3 separate regions of the Mus musculus genome follow, and regions 1 and 3 are each linked to region 2. The links are chromatin contacts, called in public promoter capture Hi-C maps. All regions are on one chromosome and are shown on one strand. The core of a region is the stretch at or near the end of the contact, and the rest is flanking DNA. Distances in the headings are between cores, read along the strand shown.

Region 1 (4,123 bases), core at 1,038-3,537, 160 kb after region 2:
TCCCTACCTGTCATACCCTGCTCCCAACCTTGAATTTCCAGACCAGGTCTTGGGCTGCCCTTCCCCCCCAACCCCCAGAGGCTTCTCCCTATATAATCCAGACATTTTGGTCTCTCTCTGTGCAAGAGTGTCCTTTCTCTCTCTCCCCCGCCCACTTTCCCCTTGGCAACTTCCCTGGCCTCAGTCCTTGGGGCTAGTGAACCACCTAAGAGCAGCTTCCCCAAAAAACTTGCCTTTAAGTCTAATCTAATCTAATTTGAATTGGCTCATTTCAATGACAGTGGAGAAATAACCTATCAACTTCTTGATTAAGATATTATTTTTGCTGTGGATTGTTAGGGACCTTCTGCTACTTAGTTCAGATCCCAGGGTGAGAGACAAGGTGTTCTACAGGCGGAGGGAGAGTGATTCTATCTTATCACACACTCCAGGAGATAAAAGACCTTGAATTCTGTACAATCCCTACACACTTCTACCCATCTGTTGTTTCATTTGGTTGGCCTAATGAAATCATGACCAAGTCGAAAATTCAGAAGTCCAGAAAATATCCTAATCCTATTTCATGTTCCAGAAGGAGCAGAATCACCAGGTCTGTCAAACAACCTATGGACACTACAAAGACCTTCCTATCTTATAACCAGTTCATGCTTCTGGAAGAGTGTGTTAGTCTCTTTGTGACAACATAACAGAGAACAGCTTATGAGAAGACAATGTATTCTGCCTCATAGCTGAGGTAGTTCCACTGTTTCTGGGCCTGTGCTGAGGCAGAACATCAGGGCAGGAGAAACATGTCCCAGAAGAAGTGAATCACTGTGAATTATGGTGGCCAGGAAATACAGAGCAAGTGACTGGATCCTTCAGGGTGCACCCCAGTGACCTGCTCTCAACTAACTGAAGTCTCACAATCTTCCTTTCTGTTGCCTCCTAAAAGAGACATTGGGTTATTCATTTTCCAGTTTTTGGTTTTTTTTGTTTTTGTTTTTGTTTTTTAATTTTGAGACAGACTCTCACTCTGTAGTTCAAGCTGTCCTAAAACCCACATGTAGCACAGGTTGGCCTTTAACTCATGACCGTCCTCCCTCAGCCTCCCAAGTACTGAGATTCCAGGTGCGAGCCACCGTGTCCAGCTTGCTGTCTTATTATTAATCTATCAGTGGATGAGTTCATTGATTAGGTCAGAGCCATCATGGTCTAATCCTTCCTCAGTAGAACTAACAGAAGTCCAAGTTTTCAACACGATTATTTTCTTCTTTTTTAAATTAACTTTTATTTATTTGAGAGAAAGGCTTACTATATAAGCCGGCTTGTATGCAGGCCAAACTAGTCTCAAATTCATAAAAATATCTGCCTGCCTCTGCCTCGTAGGTGCTGGCATTAAAACTTGCACCACTACACGTGGACCAATTAGTTTATTATTTATGTGTGTATGTATGACCGTGGATGAATTTATGTGCACCATGTGAGTGCAGGCGACCAGACGAGAGGTCAGCTGCCCTGGAACTGAAGTCACAGCCGGTTGTGATCTGTCAAGGGATGAGATGCTAGGAACCACACTCCAGTCCCCTGAAAGAGCAGGGATAATTTTAACCAGCCAGTCATCTCTCCAGCCCCAAATTACTCATGTGACTTGCCAGTGGGATCCCAAGGAGAAGGGTTAGCTCGGTGAACCTGTATACATGACTATATCAACATGTTTTAAAAGCAGAGTAATCCCCTGGTAACCACCCTAGTCCTGTAACAAGCCTAGAAAATAGCACTGGAACGATGGAGGCAGTCTAATCTCTGAGTTTGAGACCCTTTAGCAAGTTCAAGGTCAGCCAGAGCAATATAATGAGATCCTGTCTTAAAAAAATAAGAACGAGGCCTTGGTGGGGGAAAAAAAAGAGGGGCAGAGTGGCAATTGGTCCAATTGGTCCGGGAGGAACTGTGTTCTCAGAGTAGGCTGTAGACAGATCCAGTTGAGATGTTTAGGGGAGTTGCCCACTGACCAAGGACTTTTAAAAGAGATTGTTTATTCCAGCTGGCACAAGTATAGCCTGCTAAATTAAGGGTTATAGACTAGAGCCAGGGGAAAAAAAAAGACTATCATATGACTAATCAAAAAAAAACCATAAATATGAAGTACATTACCCAAAATAACAAGATGATAACCACAATCTCATCTCTCTCATTAAGTTGACTCATTCCTTTAAAATTATTTCTTGGGTAAGCATCTAAGCATCCCTCTCCATGTCTTCTGCCTAGAGGCTGGAAAATTTCTGAAAACTCAAATCTCAGGCCTCAAAGAGTTTGATTCATCCAAGTGTTAGTTTAAGGCAGTGATGTCAGTTGCATGAGTCTGTTTCCTGTCAGTAAGCTGTGGGAGGAATCTTTAGATAGACTGGAGGAGAGACGAGAAACCACCTATTGATAAATTCCAATATCAGAGCGAAAAGAGGCCAGATAGTGGTGGCTCATGCCTTTAACTCCAGCTCTCTGGAGGCAGAATCAGGTAGATCTCTGAGAGTTTGAGGCTAGCCTGGTCTATAGAATGAGTTTTAGGACAGCCAGGGCTACACAGAGAAATCCTCTCTTGAAAAACAAAACAAAACAAAAAAAAGAGGAAGAAGACTTCTCATCCAGTTTAACAAACTTATTATTACATTCTTCTCTTCCCTTCCCTTCCCTTCCCTTTCCTTTCCTTTCCTTTCCTTTCCTTTCCTTTCCTTTCCTTTCCTTTCCTTTCCTTCCCTTCCCTTCCCTTCCCTTCCCTTCCCTTCCCTTTTCTTTTCTTTTCTTTTCTTTTCTCTTCTTTTCTTTTCTCCATAGACCAAGTCTTGATTTTTTTTTTTTCAAGACAGGGTTTCTCTGTGTAGCCTTGGCTGTCCTGGAACTCACTTTGTAGACCAGGCTGGCCTCGAACTCAGAGATCCGCCTGCCTCTGCCTCCCAAGTGCTGGGATTAAAGGCATGTGCCACCACGCCCGGCAAGTCTTGATTTTTATTACTTAAAAATGCTGCATATTTCTTTTGCTTTCTGACTCTGAGCTTGTGCCTTCAACACTTTCACAACGATTTTCTGCTCCTCAATAAGGAAAGCCCACTTGATGCTGTCACGGACACACTTGTCACACATGGACCAGCCATAGGCCCTGTTGACACACTTCTTTGTCTTAGACCAGCTTATGAGGACTTTGGGCCTCACAGCACGAACCCCTCACAGTCTGCCTGGGCACACACTGCATGTGGATTTAGCTGCTTTCTCAGCTTTTTGGGGTAAAGGTCAACCATCCAGCCTAGTTTTGTTAGAGGCTGTACAGTAGGAAAGCCTACAGCGGTACGTCACAGGTAGGACTGACTAGCCTGAAGACTTCTGAGCACCATCCCCGGAAACTTACTACTACATTCTTTTGTTTGTTTAAAAATATTTTAAAGATTTGTTTATTTAATGTATATGAGTATAGTGTCTGTATTTAGACACACCAGAAGAGGGCACTGGATCCCATTACAGATGGTTGTGAGCCACCATGTGGTTGCTGGGATTTGAACTCAGGACGTCTGGAAGAGCAGTCAGTGCTCTTAACCACTGAGCCATTTCTCCAGCTCCCTTATTATTACTTTGTTGTTGTTGTTTTGTTTATTTGTTTTTTGTTTTTCGAGACAGGGTTTCTCTGTGTAGCTCTGGCTGTCCTAGAATTTACTCTGTAGACCAGGCTGGCCTCGAACTCAGAAATCCACCTGCCTCTGCCTCCCAAGTGCTGGGATTAAAGGGAGCACCCCTGTTTTTGTTTGTTTGTTTTGAGATGGGGGTTCTCTGTAGCCCTGGCTGTCATGGGACTTACTGTGTAGACTCACAGAGATCCAGCTATCTCTGCTTCCTGAGTGCTGGGATTAAAGGTGTGTGCCACTACACCCAGCTGTATATAATTGAGTGATAGAACTTTAACATACATAAATCTTTGAGCTCAATCCCAAGCAAAACAAACACACAAATAAACAGTTGTCACTTCTAAAAAAGTGGGGAGCCGGGCTGGTGAGATGGCTCAGCAGGTAAGAGCACCCGACTGCTCTTCCGAAGGTCCGGAGTTCAAATCCCAGCAACCACATGGTGGCTCACAACCATCCGCAACAAGATCTGACTCCCT
Region 2 (3,807 bases), core at 523-3,022:
GTGCTTCAGCCTACCCTTCCCCTTCCCCTCCCTTCCCTCTGCAAGGCTCAAGCCTGGTTTGCACTCAGTGTAGAAGAGCTCAGACGGGTGCCAGATTAGCACTGAGCGGTAAAGGGTCTCTTCATCTCTGGACATGATGGGTGTTGTGTATGACTCTGTTGCCTTTTTGTCTGGAAACTAAAGGCTGGGGGTGGCAAAATCAATGACTTTTCTAACTAGGGAAGCCCTGTGGCCTCCAAATTCACTGACATGTTTTGGAACAGCTAGAAATATGAGCAGCATGGATAACCTGCCCCTGAGCAGGGCCATTGCCAGGCAGAGTATAAAAGCAATCTATATATCATTAAGCTGTGGAAGCTACATTGGCAGCAGCGAATGTTGCAGCTTCTTGTGCAAGTACACCCTTCATGGAAGTGTTGACATGTGCCAAAGGGTACTCTGCACATCACTTCCTTCCTGAAAGCCTAAGAGTGTGTATGTTTGTGTATGCACAGAGCAGACAGACTAATGGATCTCTGTTTTCTGCCAGTCATCAGTGTGCCCTTGAAGCTAAGAGGGGATTCCAGCCCAGGAAACGTCCCTAGGTAGGCTTGGTCATTTGTGGGTTTTTCCCAGGCCTGACGTTAAGAATGGTGAGTGCATAGGCAGAATGAGGCCTGAATAAAGATGGGCTCTGAAAGGGGACTTCTGAGCAGGCCTAACTGTAGTCCTGGAAGTCTGAAGAAAGGGGGAGGGCATCATGGGTCAGCAGCACTGGGTGTCTAGAGAAATTTGGCCTGGCCCATTTGAAGGCAACAAGAACCAAACAGGATCTTGTCATCACATCTGAATAAAGCTCCATGAGCTGGCTGCAAAGCTGGACACGCATTTGCCTTTTTTTTTTTGCCACCTCTTTCCCGGGCCCCCTGGGGTATCTTGGCTTCTTGCATCCCACCTGAGAGCCGGAACCTGGAGCCATTGGTCCTGCCTTCTCACCCATCCTCCCTCTGTGAGAGTGTGTGTGTGTGTGTGTGTGTCTCCTGTCCTACGGCATCAGGGGCCCTGAGGCCTTCACCCCCAGTCTGAGACTAGTACCCTGATACCCCCACAACTCAGCCTGTTCTCTTACTCAGCTGTGGCTTCCTTTTTCCCTCCATCCTCAGAGGAATGAGAGCTGAGCAGAAGGCCAAGAGACAGGCTACTCTTCCTTTGGTATTTGTCCTCCCCTCTCCCTAAGGTGAAGGCTACGTCTATGTTTTACCTTTAGTCTTGTAAGGTACAGTGCAGTTCCTCGTCCTGCACCCCTACCCAAACCCCAGTGGAATGAGAAATCCCCCAATGGCTGTGTGTGGATGCACAACTTCTGGACCTAACTCCTAGAGATCCTGGATTCTGAGGGAGTTTTGCCCTGAATTCAGCAACCTAGGTGGTAGAGGGTAGGTGGACTGCTCAAAAGAAATGTGACTGTGCCACATAGAAGACAGCTTTTAGCCTCCTGCATCTGAACCAGGTATGAATCTATTCCCACAGGTCCTTCCAACCTGCTCCATCCCACTTGTCACCAGTTCTACCCTCTGGTGACAGAATCACAGACCTAAGAGCACAGCACTTTGCCCCAAGTGTGCGCATTGGTCGTTCTGCCCCAAGAGGTTCTGGCACATGCAGGGAGCATGGCTTCAGGGTTTTGTTTGATTCTAATTTTGTTCTTTCCAAGTACCAGTCTCTGAGCTACTGGAGCCAGTGTTGCGGAAGTGCCTTCCTGGCTATTTGGGGTCAGCTCTCGCTTGGCTGGGAGTTTTGTACACGAGCCAGGCAGGGAAGTTGCTCCTTCCTGTGGTGAGATTTTCTTGGGGCCAGGCAGCTATCCTGGCTGAGCCTTAGAGCTCCAAGAAGCTATTCGGGGCTTAGGAGCCAGGTAGGAAGATCTAAATTTACTGAAAACGAACCTGTACAAGTGGCTGTGGCTGTGTGTGAAGGCTGGTGTTAAGTGATACACCTGACCTTGGGGTGAGGGATGGGAGTGGGGGAGCTTGAGAGAAACTACGATATTAATGGGCCAGTGAGGCACTGAATGTAAAAAGGTCAGTGGTTCAATTTGGGGTTCCCAGTACTAATAAATACTGCCTCCTTGGAGTTTGTTCTGGAGAAAGGAAAGTTGGCTGTGAAGGGTGGAAGGGGCAAGACAGGTACAGACCTGTGAGAGACTCATCTTTCTCACCCCTTCGCTAACCTTAGAGAGAGGGGTGAGGTAGATAGAGGATTCCTGTGAGTTTGGAGAGGGGCCCATTCGGAACAGCCTGCTTTCGATTGGGATTCCTAGCTAAGAAAGTGAAAGTGAAAATAGGTGCTCGATTTCCTAGAAGCTGACTGCTGCCTGCCCTTCCCAGAAGGAGGCTGGCAAGCTGGCAAACGGACTGTTGCTTCCCAGGTAAGTCCCTGGCTTTTAGTACTTTCTCTCCTTCCTAAGGGGGTATAAGTTATATAAGTGCTGTTTGGAGCTGGTATGAGAGAAAATTGTTACTATTAACACCAGCAGTGCCTTAAGTGTGGATAGCCCAGCTGGTGGCTACAGGTCTGCCCTCTAAACTACCAGCTCAAATGGGTGTCAGTAACACTGCCTGAGGGAAAGAACACAGATGTAGGGCTAGCTGACTTTTACTTATTTTTTTCCAGAGGAAGTCACAGACACCAGACTTGCTTGCAAGTCATCATGACCATGAGACACTGCTGGACAGCAGGTGGGACATTAGGCTTTGTGGCTCTTAAAGGAATGGAGCTATGTGGCTAACTCTGCTACCCAACACCCCCCACCCCAAGGAAGTTCCATCCAATTCTTCCATTGCTGTAAGCGCCTATGTAGCTACTTTGGTTCTGGCTCCATTTCAAGGCTCCTTTGCACTACATTCAGCAGAGCCGAGGGGTGGGGGCTAAACGGTCTCCACCCACTCAGGTTCCTGGTGAGAACCTAGGAGTATCTGGGTCGAGGTCTGTTCCTACCCAGGTAGCAGCTTGTCCCCAACTAAGATGGGTGCTAGAAAGCTGAGCTTCAGTTTTATTTACAGCTGTAACTGTTTGTTCCTCAGGCCCCAGTTCTTGGTGGGTCCTGCTTTTGTATGTCCATGTCATTTTGGCCAGAGCCACATCTGCACCTCAGACAACTGCCACTGTCTTAACTGGAAGCTCAAAAGACCCATGCTCTTCCTGGTCTCCAGCAGTCCCAACTAAGCAGTACCCAGCACTGGATGTGATTTGGCCAGAAAAAGAAGTGCCACTGAGTAAGCAACAAGTATGGGAGCCCAAGAGGATACAGTTGCCAGAAGCAGGCTGTGAATACAGAGTTGGGGGGTGGGGGTTTGACTTGGGAGTGTTACTTCCAACCTGCCAAGAAGCACCAGGCCAGACCAACTTGTCTCTGTGTTCACCATTCTACTGCCCAGCTTCCCAGATGGTTCCTATAGAAGAGAACTCAGACATAGGCAATGTAGAACCTCACAGGGCCTAGGTTGCAATTTTCCTATGTAGGTAGGACACAGGTCTTATGTTTCTGATTTATGACTAAGTGGAGCTTGGCAGGATAGGGGCCTCTGTTTTATAGAATAACTAACAGTCAAATGTGCTCCTAGATGGAACTCTGACCTTGTCCTGTACTGCCTGCAGCCGCTTCCCCTACTTCAGCATCCTCTACTGGCTGGGCAATGGTTCCTTCATTGAGCACCTCCCAGGCCGGCTGAAGGAGGGCCACACAAGGTAAGGGACCTAGCAGTGGGGCTACAAGAAAGACCTTCCTCCTCCCCAACTCCGGCAACCCTCTCACGATTTCCTTCTGCT
Region 3 (3,685 bases), core at 372-2,871, 200 kb before region 2:
TGAGCTTGGGGAAGTCATTCTCAGAGTTTAGGTTTCTTGGTGCCGAACTATAGCTGGCTCCAGATACATAAAAACCGGCCCTTCTGGTCTCAAGCCATGACTCTTTCTGGCCCCACCCTTAAATAGAACTCTGATCTCAGGCTGGCCTCCTAGCATTCCAGAAACAGGTGGGTACACCTCCACATTTTCCTCTGCCTTTCCACCTACCTCTCTGCCAAGTAGCCCGACCCAAGTTCTCAAGTTCTTCCTCCCCTTTGGGGCAATAAATATTTGGTCAAGCATCTCCCTGGGAAGTTGGAAGTGGCATTGATGACCCTCCCAGATCTCACCCATTCTCTAGATAGGGCCCTACACAAGAGCACTGTGGCCAGCCAGCCCACACCTAGACTCTCTGAAGTAGATTTAACCCAATCCTCCTCCTAATGGTCCTCCCCAAAGCCAGCTGCTCTGTATCCGTGAACCACTGGGATCCTCTAACTGAAGACCAGATCGTCAGCTTGAAAGAACCTTACCCTGGACCTTACCCCATGCAGGGTCAATGGGGGGCAGGGGGTGGCATTCAAGGACAGTGTCAGAAACAAACAGAAAAGATAGCTGCTTCTACTTCTTGGCAGTGTGCCTGGCCTCCCTTTTACATGTATGACCTTGGACAAGTCACCTAACCATCCTGGGCCTGTTTCAAATTGTAAAAGAGGAAATCACATGGTCTAGATTACTTGGAAGGCCTCTCCACCATGGCCACTGCTTGATAGCTCAGTTTGAGGAGCCCACTACCTTAAGTTCTGCTCCTAGGCAACCTAGGAGTTCTTCATTGGCACTACTTAGTTGATTTCATTTTATTTTAGTTTGTGTGTGCACGTGTTTATGTACACTCTTCCAGAGAAAAGATCTTACTGTGTAGTCCAGGCTTGCTGGAAACTCCCAATCCTTCTGTCCTTGCCTCCCTGTTACTAAGATTACAAGGCTCTGAAAACTGTTTTTGTAGAAGTACCACCACTTCATATCCAAAGTCCCTAAAGATCTCACTACCACACTCCTGTCAGAATCTACATTCTGAGCTCAGTACTTGATATACAATATCTCTTTTAGTTCTATTTATTTTAGGAGACGGTGTTGTCCTCCGGGTTCCCATTTCATAGAAAAAGAAAGTAAGTCCCAGGGTAGTTTAAAAAAAAAAAAAAAAAAAAAAAAAACCACTTACTCAAAGCCACAAGCTAGTAACTGGCAGAGCTGGGATTCAAAACTAGTCTGAGATTCCAGGGCTCCCCCACGCCTCCATCTGCAGTGCCTGGAGGAATCTCGAGCAAAAGGCCCTGCGGAATAAATGAGGCAGTCTTTAAACCCAGCACACCTAGCCCTGCCACCGAGTGGACAAAAGCAAGACAGTTCAGCACCTGGATGCCTGCAGTTCCCGGGGTTCTGAGTGTGGGCACAGGCAGGTAGGCGCCTAGACCGCAGGCCTGCGGAGGCCGGACCTCGTGGCGGGGCTCCCGAAGTGGCGTTACCCTGTGGTCCAAACTGGCCATTCCCTCCTTACTCACCCAAGTACTGGTGGATAGGGGGCCGTACCCCGTAGCCAGGGGCGCGGAACCGGGAGCCCCAGCCCGGCCCGGGGGCGAGTGGAAGGGGGCGGGTCGCAGCAGCAACGGCGTGAGGCGGGGCCAGCGCTCTGGGGTGGGTCTTAAAGAGGAAACTGGTCCCGTTTCAACACTTGCTCCTCCCCATTTTGGGGTCCGGGACTCCAGTCTTTCTTTATAATCTACTGTCTCCTCAAGCCAAGCTTCCCTAGTAGTTCGGCTCTGTCCCCATTATTTTTGAGTACGTGAGAGCAGTCAGAGGGCCCAGGACACATGGTTTTGAAATGTTGAATAAGTCACCTTGTCATCTTACCTGTGGCTGCATGCCATCACCTGTTGAAAGAATGTAAAATTAATTCAATGGGGCCCAAATTCTTTCATTACCTGACCCGATTCTCCAGTCCTCTACCCTCATTCTAATCGAATTATCCAGCTTTGCACTTCTGAAATATTAAGCCAAATTTGCCCCAGCCGTGGCTATTTTCCCTCAAACTTTATTCCCTATGACCGGCTACAGCATCCAACAAAAGGAGCTGAAAAATAAAATAAAATAAAAATAAACCAAAAGCCACATTGCAGATAGATCATCTACGCCCATCTCAGAAACTAAGGGCCAAAGCTGTTCTCACCTTTTATCAGAAGAGGGAGCCCTATGCTGTCCGACATCACTGGCGCACGCGAGGGAGGAGGAGGAAGGGGCGGGGGGAGGGGGGGACGGGACGTTCAGCCAGATCCAGCTTAAGGGTTCTTCACGGAAAAGGAGGAAGAAGAGAAGGAGGGGCAGGGAGAGGAGGGGGGGGAGGAGGAGGGGGAGAGGAGGAGGAGGAGGAGGGGGAGGAGGAGGAAGAGGAGGAGGAAGAGGAAGAGGAGAAGAAACCAGGTCCAGGTGTTCTTTTCCCACTTTGGCCTGGCCTAGACTGATAGTTTTTGAAAAAACTATCCTACCCAAAATAGGAAGGAGGGTGAGGGGATCAACAATTTCCTACAGACATCTTGAGGATTGTCAGGACCAACTGTAGCAGTAGTGGGACTTCTGAGTCAGACAGTTATCACCGTTTAAATCCTACTTAAAATCACATCCTAGGCACATTGCTACTTTGCATTTAACTCATTTAATCCTCATAAAAATAAAGTGGATCTTTTTTTTTTTTTTTTTAACTGAGTCCCCTATGGGTGAGGTGACTTGTTCAGTGAGACCTCTGGGTGGATGAGATAGCTCAGTGGCTAATGGTACTTGCTACCCAGGCCTATAACCGAGTTCAGTCCTTGGAAACAGCAGAATGGAAAGAGAGAACTACCTCCCACAAGTTGTCCTCTAATCTCCATCAGCATTCCCACATTGCAAAGTAAAAAATAGTATCCTCCTCCCTTCAAAAAGCAGGCAAGAGCTGGGCAGTGGTGGTGCATGCCTTTAATCCCAGCACTTGGGAGGCAGAGGCAGGCGCATTTCTGAGTTCGAGGCCAGCCTGGTCTACAGAGTGAGTTCCAGGGCAGCCAGGACTACACAGAGAAACCCTGTCTTGAAAAGTCAAAAAAAAAAAAAAAAAAAAAAAAAAGTAGGCAAGAATCTCACATAGCCCACACAGGCCTCAAACCTGTTATGTAGTCAAACCTCCACTTCTTAGTGTAGGACTACATGTATGTCTCACCAATCCATGGGCTATGGATGGCTGGAAGTTATTGGTGCATGCTGAGCAAGCACTCTACCAACTAAGCCAAATCCCTCACCAAGGTAGAATCGAATAATATCCCCATTTTTTGTTTTTTGTTTTTTGTTTTTGTTTTTGTTTTTTTGAGACATTGTTTCTCTGTGTAGCCCTGGCTGTCCTGGAACTCACTCTGTAGACCAGGCTGGCCTCGAACTCAGAAATCTGCCTGCCTCTGCCTCCCAAGTGCTGGAATTAAAGGCGTGCGCCACCACACCCAGCTTAATATCCCCATTTTACCAAGTAGTAAAGTCTCTAGAGAAGGCACATTACTTACTCGTGTGTCTGAAGTCATCCCAATAATCACTCTATATAAAGTCAACCCCACGGAATAGCTATAATTGCCACACTGGAGAATGGGAAAGAGAGGTTCAACCATGCTGATTAACTTGCAAGAGCTCT

Evidence for each region. Promoter capture Hi-C pulls out the DNA fragments that hold promoters and counts their contacts.
Region 1: a contact with region 2 is called in a promoter capture Hi-C map of liver, with 2.3 times the contacts expected there. The contact joins the enhancer-like site here to the promoter of Il18bp in region 2. A contact is called at or near these places in 6 of 39 promoter capture datasets (the 3T3-L1 cell line, 3T3-L1-derived adipocytes, the HPC-7 cell line and 3 more), 1 of 115 datasets of contacts at active chromatin or transcription factors (embryonic stem cells) and 3 of 9 other capture datasets (adipose tissue, liver and pancreatic islet).
Region 3: a promoter capture Hi-C map of liver shows a contact between it and region 2, with 2.1 times the contacts expected there. The contact joins the promoter of Pgap2 here to the promoter of Il18bp in region 2. A contact is called at or near these places in 3 of 39 promoter capture datasets (cranial neural crest, liver and neutrophils), 1 of 115 datasets of contacts at active chromatin or transcription factors (effector CD8 T cells) and 1 of 9 other capture datasets (adipose tissue).

What each region holds. Positions count from the first base shown.
Region 1 is chr7:101,852,160-101,856,282 of GRCm38.p6, reverse strand. It overlaps a transcript of Folr2 not described here. Among named protein-coding and RNA genes, the nearest start is that of Folr2, 8.9 kb to the right of the region's middle. Within about 2 kb of position 2,287, at least 37 of the 459 cell types and tissues checked have an H3K27ac peak or open chromatin away from gene starts, as enhancers often do.
Region 2 is chr7:102,016,197-102,020,003 of GRCm38.p6, reverse strand. It overlaps Il18bp (interleukin 18 binding protein), which reads left to right and starts at 1,772. Exons shown (of 7, transcript NM_010531.2): 1 at 1,772-1,894; 2 at 2,340-2,407; 3 at 2,653-2,717; 4 at 3,063-3,254; 5 at 3,603-3,726. The coding sequence starts at 2,690. It overlaps Rnf121 (ring finger protein 121), which reads left to right. Exons shown (of 9, transcript NM_029211.3): 9 at 1-867.
Region 3 is chr7:102,221,007-102,224,691 of GRCm38.p6, reverse strand. It overlaps Pgap2 (post-GPI attachment to proteins 2), which reads right to left and starts at 1,621. Exons shown (of 7, transcript NM_001382592.1): 1 at 1,542-1,621; 2 at 1,202-1,313.